2 separate regions of the Mus musculus genome follow, and region 1 is linked to region 2. Evidence: chromatin contacts called from public HiChIP or PLAC-seq data. All regions are on one chromosome and are shown on one strand. The core of a region is the stretch at or near the end of the contact, and the rest is flanking DNA. Distances in the headings are between cores, read along the strand shown. Region 1 holds the start of Arpc1b (actin related protein 2/3 complex, subunit 1B). Region 2 has its middle 19 kb from the start of Arpc1a.

Region 1 (3,831 bases), core at 282-2,781, 49 kb after region 2:
GACAGATTGCCAGCCAGGGATGCCCTTGACCCACAGGGCTACAGATACAAACCTACAGGAACAGCAAAGCAGGGGGCGCAGGATCATGGCTCCTCTGTGTCTGTGGCAGGAGGATGACTCGTGGAAACCTGAGCTAAATCTTACTGAGCTGGGTGGGTCTGGTGGCACGGGGAACTGAGGCAGGAGAATCACAAGCTCAAGGCCTACGTAACTTCAAGTCCAGCCCCAGAAACTTAAGGAGACTTAAGTGAAGGCTGGGGATGTAGCTCCGTGACTGAGCGTCTGCTGTGTGTGCAGGGCCCTGAGTTTGAATCCCAACACCATTATATATGTATATGTGTGTGTGTGTGTGTGTATACACACACACACATATACATAATCACTGAACATGGGCAGGGTGTTCACTGCAGCAACTGCTCCAAACTTAGAGTATTTTATTACACCAGGCATGATGATGCACTGCTTTAATACCAGAACTCAGAACTTGGAGACACAGACAGAGGCGGATCTCTGAGTTCAAGGGCAGTCTGGCCTACAGAGCTAATTCCAGGGCAATCAGGGCTACACAGAGAAACCCTGGCTCAAAAAAAAAAAAAAAGTATTAATTTATTTACTTACCCTGCGTGTGTGTGTGTGTGTGTGTGTGTGTGTGTGTGTATGTTTACACACTCTAGTTCACTATGGCTGGCATGTGTGTGGAAGTCAGTGCTGGGAGTTCAATTCAGGTCCTTAGGCTGGGCAGCAAGCACCTTTGCCATCTGAGCCATCTTACTGGCCCATTTCTTTGGTTTTTTTGAGGCAGGGTTTCATGTAACCCAGGCTGGCCTTCATCCAGCTCTACAGCCAAGGGTGAACTCGAATCTCATCTCTCTTCCTCCATCTCCCCAGTGCTGGGATGACAGGTGTGGGTTATCACAGGCACCTCTAAGCCAGAATTAGTGATACAGGAGATTGCTGGGAGTCTAGAGAGGAGCTCTCAGAAGGTGGGAGGCACAGCAAAAGGAACTTGAGACGCACCTAACCTGGAAGACCCTTGACCCTGGAGCATCATCACCTGACTGCAAAGCTACTCAGCAACTTGGAGGGAAGTGTGTGGACTTCCGAAGCGAGAAGTCACCTGGAGTGGCAGTGCTCTTCTTCCTGGACGCCAGCGACTCTGCCATCTTTGGGACACAGAGTCTGGGGAACCACGGCTGGGGTGCACCTAGAGTGCGAGGGGCGGGGCAGGAGTCATTAAGTTGCGGGGTGCCTGCGTGTGGCCTCAAAACCTTTGAATTCTTGGTTGCCCGATCTCGGGCTTCCGCCCTCTAAGCGCCCCCCCCCTTCTTCCAGCCTCAGTTTCCCCATTCAGAAAGTAGTTAGGGGCAACAGCGTGCGATCTCCGAACGAATTCTGGGCTGAGCTGGACTTAACTGAGGTCCGGGCGGCTTAGTACCCCGAGGGGTGGGCGGGCCCTGAGATCTGGCCACAGCCGCCCGGGTCCCGCCCCCGGTCCCTGCGGGGCTGTGCCCGAAGGCCCCGCCCCCCGCCCACGAGGAAGTGGCTGCGGCGCTGCGCGGGTCTCAGAGCCGGTTCGGCGCGTCGACTGTCCAGAGTCCGCGGCCGAGGAGACCCGAGGTGAGGGGCGCGGGGTGGTCGCGAGGTGTGTGTGGTGTCTGAGGCCACCTAGAAGTCAGGGGACTCGAGGCGATGTTCGACGGTGAGGGGGATGGGGATGAGAGAGGAGTGGAGAGCCGTGTGCATGGGGGCCTGGTGGGGCTCCCGGCGAGGGTGGGGCTGGCAAGGAGCTAGTGGGGGGCGGCGTTCTGGGGATGCGGGGCGCGGTGGGAAGAATCGCAGAGATTCCCCGCGCACTCGACGCCATCGAGACGGCACAGCCCCAGCCTCGCGCCCCCTCTCCGCTTTCCTGGCCCCGCTTTCGATCCCCGAGACCCGTGTCGCCCCGTTACTTTGGGCGCAGGGCCCCACGCTCAGTCACTTCCCCCTCGGTCCGCAGCCTTCCGGGTTGTTGCGACCGGGAAATGAGCTAGCACCCCTGCCCCGCCTCATCCCCCAGTGACCATACCCGGCAGGGGTCCAGGTTCCTGGTTCCACCCAGCTTGGGCGAGCGGACCCTGGCGGCTCGAGGGGCACCCAGCCAGGCCACCCCGGACAGGGCAGGTCCCGGTGGGGCCCGCAAATAGGCTGGAATCCTGAACTGGGAGCCAGCCCAGGTGCTGGCCATGAAGCTTGTTCCCGCGAGGCAGCTCCAGCCTGGGGCGGTGTGGCTGCTGACGCAGTCGAGCCACCTCGCCTCTCTAGAGCTCAACTTGCCTTGCCTGGAAAATGGGGACCTTCCAGATTTGGAGGCTTAGCTGCCAAATGTGGCTAGTACACTTGGCAGAGTGCCTGCTTGTCTGCTGCTGCAGACCTTATTTCTGCACTCCTTTGAACCTGGCCTTATGAGGTGGGAGGGTGGGGTGGGGTCCGAAGCTGCAGCCCTGCGGGGCGACTTGGAGGGAACAACTTCTTCACGTGGACAATAAAAAAGGAATAGATTTACCACGTGGGCTTCTACTGTAAGAGAATGTGCGGGGCTGGGAGATGGAGCATTGAATAAAAGCACTGACAGGGGTGGAGTTGGGGAGGGGGAATCCTGAGGGTCTGAGTTCGAATACCCCGACACCCATGGGCACTCAAAGACACACAATGAAGCGTGCAAGGCAAAGGTCTGTGTGAATGAAAATTTATTTATTTATTTTGGTTTTTCGAGACAGGGTTTCTCTGTATAGCTCTGGCTGTCCTGGAACTCACTCTGTAGACCAGGCTGGCCTCGAACTCAGAAATCCTCCTGCCTCTGCCTCCCGAGTGCTGGGATTAAAGGTGTACGCTGGTGATTCTTTTTCACTCTGGGTTGTTTTGTTCTTTTAGGCAGGGTCTCCTCCTTTCCCCTGGACTCGGGTTCTCTCTCTCTCTCTCTCTCTCTCTCTCTCTCTCTCTCTTTCCCCCTCCCTCCCTCCTCCTTCCCTCCCCCCAGGCTAGCCTTGAACTCATAGAGCTCTGTCTCCTCAGTGCTGAGATTAAAGGTGAGCACACTTCGGGATCTTTCAAATAACAAATAACCCCAACTAGAATTAAAGTATTTTGTTCTGTCTTGGTCCCAGGGCCTTGGAACTTACTAGGCAAGTGCTCTACCAGTGATCCAGCCTCCTCAGTGGTATGTGGGTTTTTCCAATCTGTCACCCACTGATATAAAAAGGGTTTTCTGTAGTAAGGCAACCCTAAGAAAGAGGGCTTTAAAAGTTTGCTTTTTCAAGTTACTAAGGTCATCAGTGTTGTTCTCTTTTTAAAGATGTATTTTTATGGGTTGGGTGCGCGCGCGCCCACACACTTGAGCCCTGGGGTGGTGGAAAATGCTGTCCCCTGGAGCTAGAGTATTTATTTGGTGGTTGAGGGCTACTGGAGTTCTCTGCAAAGAGCCTTCTCTCCAGCCCCACATTCTGTCTGCTCTCATACAAGCTGTTGGAATTAGAAGTTAGCACGCGGCCCTTCAAAGGCATGGAACAGATGAGGGTCTCCCCACAGCCCTGCTAGCACCGAGTCTTCTGTGTTTTGGAGAAGTTTTTGTTTTGGTTCTTTAAACTGGTGTTTTACGATATTTTAGAATTTATTTAATCTGTTGCTGGATTTGACTTTCCCTCATTCAGTAAGTCTTCAAGGACAGTTTAGAGGAGGGGGAAGAAGAGGAACTGAGGGTTTGGAGGGTTGCTCACACCACCCAGGCTCCTACCCACAACAGGAAGTTGAGTAAGGCTTAGCACCATAAAAAAGAAAAAAAAAAACTGCTGCTGG
Region 2 (4,034 bases), core at 1,473-3,972:
ATTCCCTGGGCAGACGATCTTGGGCTGTAGAAGGAAGTTAGCTGAGCATGAACCAGAGTTAATAAGCAAGCAGCCATCCTCCATTGCTTCTGCTGTACTTCTGGGCTGTGAGTGAGTTTCCTGGTTGGAGGTTGTACTGTGCGGAACAGCAAGCAGTCTTGTATTCATGTTCCTGCCTGGGGTTTCTGCCCAGACTTCCCTTGATGAGGAGCTATGACCTGAGTGGGTGAGGTAAAATGAACCCTTTTCTCTCTCAGTTCCTTTTAGTCATGGTATTTGCTATTGTTAGAGCAATGGAATAGAACTCAATACCTATTTCTTTTTTTTTTCCTAGATTTTTTTTCATTAGACACTTACTTTATTTACATTTCAAATATTATCGCCTTTCATGGTTTCTCCTCCAAATACCCCCAATTCCTTCCCCAAGCCCCTGTTGACCAACACTCTTACTCCAACTTCCTGGCCCTGGCATTCCACTACATTGGGGCATAGAGCCTTCACAGGACTAAGAGCCTCTCCTCCCACTGATGACTGACTAGGGCATCCTCTGCTACATATACAGCTGGAGCCATGAGTCCCACCATGTGCATTCTTTGGTTGGTAGTCTAGTCCCTGGGAGCTCTCAGGGTACTGGTTACTTCATATTGTTGTTCCTCTTATGAGGCTGCAAACCCCTTCAGCTCCTTGGGCCCTTTCTCTAGCTCCTTCATTGGGGGCCCTGTGCTCAGTCCAATGGTAGGCTGGGAGCACCCACCTCTGTATTAACTCAAAAACAAACACCATATGATCATCTCATTAGATGTGGAGAAATCATTTGACAAAATCTCTCGCACGCGCTCGACTGGCCAGGAAGAAGGACGCTGCAACAGGATCCTTCTGCACACGTTTATTGGGAGAGCTTGACTGTAGAGGCGAAAAGACCTCGAGCCCAGAACTGGTGCTGCTTTTATAGGCCTAGGACAGGCGTTCTCTCTTATCTGATTGGTTAACTTGTCTCTCATCTGATTGGTTAACTTGTCTCTCATCTGATTGGTTAACTTGTATCTCATCTGATTGGTTAACTTTTGTCAATTCTCAAAACCTCACCTTGGCAAAAGAACCTTTACTGGCTATGTGTGGTGGTCAGCTGTAGCCAACTGCCACTCTGCAACTGCCACTCTGTAACTGCCACTCTGTAACTGCCACTCTGTAACGGCTTCCCACAAAAATCCAACACCCCTTCATGATAAAAGTCATGGAAAGATCAAGAATTTAAGGTCCATGCCTAAACATAGTAAAAACAATATACAGCAAACCAGTAGCCAACATCAAGCTAAATGGAGAGAAACTTGAAGCAATCCCACTAAAATCAGGGACTAGACAAGGCTGACCACTCTCTCCCTACCTATTCCAATATAGTACTTGAAGTCCTAGCCAGAACAATTAGACAACAAAAGGAGATCAAAGGGATACAAATTGGAAGGGAAGAAGTCAAAATAACACTATTTTCAGATGATATGATACTATACATAAGTGGCCCCCCAAAATTCCACCAATTCCTATAAGTGACTCTCTCACCTCAACATGTATGCCTACACATACACACACCATGGAGACAGACGCACACACAGACAGAAATCCTAAACCTAATAAACAACTTCAGCAAAGTAGCTGAATATAAAATTAATTCAAACAAATCAATGGCCTTCCTCTACACAAAGAATAAATAGGCTGAGAAAGAAACTAGGGAAACAACACCCTTCTCAATAGTCACAAATAGTATAAAATACCTTGGCGAGACTCTAACTAAGCAAGTGAAAGATCTGTATGATAAGAACTTCAAGTCTCTGAGGAAAGAAATTGAAGAAGACCTCAGAAGATGGAAAGATCTCCCAAGCTCATGGATTGGCAGGATTAATACCTAGTTCTTAAAACATGAACCTATCTCTTTAGCCAAGGATCATCTTCTCTATCTTCCTTCCTTTCTGTTTTATCCTCTCTCCTCGCTCTCTCGCACTCTCGCACTCTCCCTCTCCCCCTCCCCTCCCCCTCCCCTCCCCCTCCCCCTCTCCCCCTCTCCCCCTGTCCCTCTCCCTCTCCCTCTCCCTCCCTCCCTCCCTCCCTCCCTCCCTCCTTCCCTCCCTCCCTCCCTCCCTCCCTCCTTCTCTCCCTCTTGCCTTCTATCAGTCTCTCTATCATAGCTCTGGCTGCCTTGGAACTCATTAGGGAAACCAGGCTGTCTTCTAACTGATAGACTGACAGAGATTTGCCCTCCTCTGCCTCCTGAGTGCTGGGATGAAAGGCATGCACTACCACACAGCCTGTCTTTGTTTTCAAATTCCTTGGTCACTTAGACATGAATGAGGCTTAATGCTTGCATCCAACAGAAAGCAAGCAAGGTCTGAATTAGTCACAGAGGTCCTTGAAAGCCCATCCCACCTCAAGACTGGTACCAGGATACCTTGGCCTTCAGAAAAAAACAAACCACAAGGCTCAAACAAAGAAACAAACAAAAATCTGCTGAAGTCAAGGACACCTGCCCTTTCCACCTTTATTTTCATGTGGCCCAGGCTGACCTCAAATTCACTGTGTAGCCAAGGATGACCTTAGTTTCAACTCTAACACCAGTATGTAGGGGTGGAAGAACAGTAGCTTCTCACTGGTACAGGCTTTGTATGGCTGTTCAATGTGGTTGAACTCTAAAGGGAAGACAGCGGGAGGCCAGTCAACCCAGACTCAGAGACAGTCGCCACTATGACTATGTAAAGGAGCTGTGTACGTGGGCAAGGATACCCAGGGGTCACCTACCTACACCATGCTGTACTCTGAATGCCCTAAGGCTAAGGAGTGCACAGTCCCATCAGCACAGGGAGAAACAGGTCTGGGTCACCCTCCTATGAATTGGGGATTCTGGGATCTGTATCCCAGGAAAATGGACCCAGGTCCACGAGGTAAGCAAACAAGCAAACAAGGCACCCCTTTCACTCCTCCACTAGGAATAAAACAATCTCTACAGACACTTAAGAAAGGGTTTCCAGGCCTGATCCAATGGATACTGTCAATGGCATGCTGGGAAACAAGTTTCTTCTCCCCCAAAATTGAGTAGAGCTCTGGAGATGGCTTGATGGGCCATCTGGCAGTCGGAGAAGAATCCCTAGGACCTGCATGGTTGAGGGAGCACACCAATTCCTATAAGTGACTCTCTCACCTCGACATGTATGCCTACACATACACACACCATGGAGACAGACGCACACACAGACACACACTAAAGAACTAAAGGGAAAGCTGGTTTGAAAGGTTCGCTAATGCTCATGGTGCAACTATTCACTATGGTTAGCTTCACGTTATTAACACATTAGCACGTGCTCAACCCTGTTTCAGAAAACCCCACAGTCAGCTCCTGAGCATGAGTACAAACAAGGTGGGCATACACCCATTACGTCTGACCATTTCATTTCACTTTTCAAAGAGCCTGTTTTTGAGACAGAGATTCACTATGTAAACCCAGGCTGGCCTGGGACCTGCAGGATGGTCAGCCTCAGCCTCCGCCTCCCAAGCAGTAGATTCCATGGGAAAGCCTGCCCAGCTTTTTTGACATTATTTTTATTTTAAGGTTTATTTATTTATTTTATATATGTGAGCGCACTGTAGCTGTCTTCAGACACACCAGAAGAGGGCATCAGATCCCATGACAGAATGTTGTACTGGGAATTGAACTCAGGACCTCTGGAAGAGTAGTCAGTGCTCTGAAACACTGAACCATCTCTCCAACTCTCATGATATTATTTTTTGATGTAGCAGAGGTGAGATTGGATATTGCTGAAACATTAAAATGTAGAGTTCCAGAGGAAACAGATTGAGCCGCCCCAAGGTGAAAACCAGGACAGTCACAGCAGACGGCAGGTTTACAAAAGGAACACAGCCATTCAGGGCAGAATCTTTTTTAAAAAATGGCAGGTAGAGAGATGGCTCAGTGGTTAAGAGCACTGACTGCTCTTCCAGAGGTCCTGAGTTCAATTCCCAGCAACCACATGATGGCTCACAACCATCTG

What was found. HiChIP or PLAC-seq counts read pairs in DNA pulled down with a chosen protein or histone mark.
Region 1: an H3K27ac HiChIP or PLAC-seq map of embryonic stem cells shows a contact between it and region 2, with 5 read pairs. The contact joins the promoter of Arpc1b here to the enhancer-like site in region 2. A contact is called at or near these places in 1 of 15 datasets of contacts at CTCF or cohesin (the NIH/3T3 cell line), 2 of 484 Hi-C or Micro-C datasets (granulocytes and pre-pro-B cells), 1 of 115 datasets of contacts at active chromatin or transcription factors (embryonic stem cells) and 3 of 9 other capture datasets (adipose tissue, liver and pancreatic islet).

Annotation. Positions count from the first base shown.
Region 1 is chr5:145,112,725-145,116,555 of GRCm38.p6, forward strand. Arpc1b (actin related protein 2/3 complex, subunit 1B) reads left to right here and starts at 1,532. Exons shown (of 10, transcript NM_023142.2): 1 at 1,532-1,617.
Region 2 is chr5:145,062,644-145,066,677 of GRCm38.p6, forward strand. No RefSeq gene overlaps it. Among named protein-coding and RNA genes, the nearest start is that of Arpc1a, 19 kb to the right of the region's middle. Within about 2 kb of position 2,723, at least 5 of the 459 cell types and tissues checked have an H3K27ac peak or open chromatin away from gene starts, as enhancers often do. A contact at or near this core is called in embryonic stem cells, where this site is marked.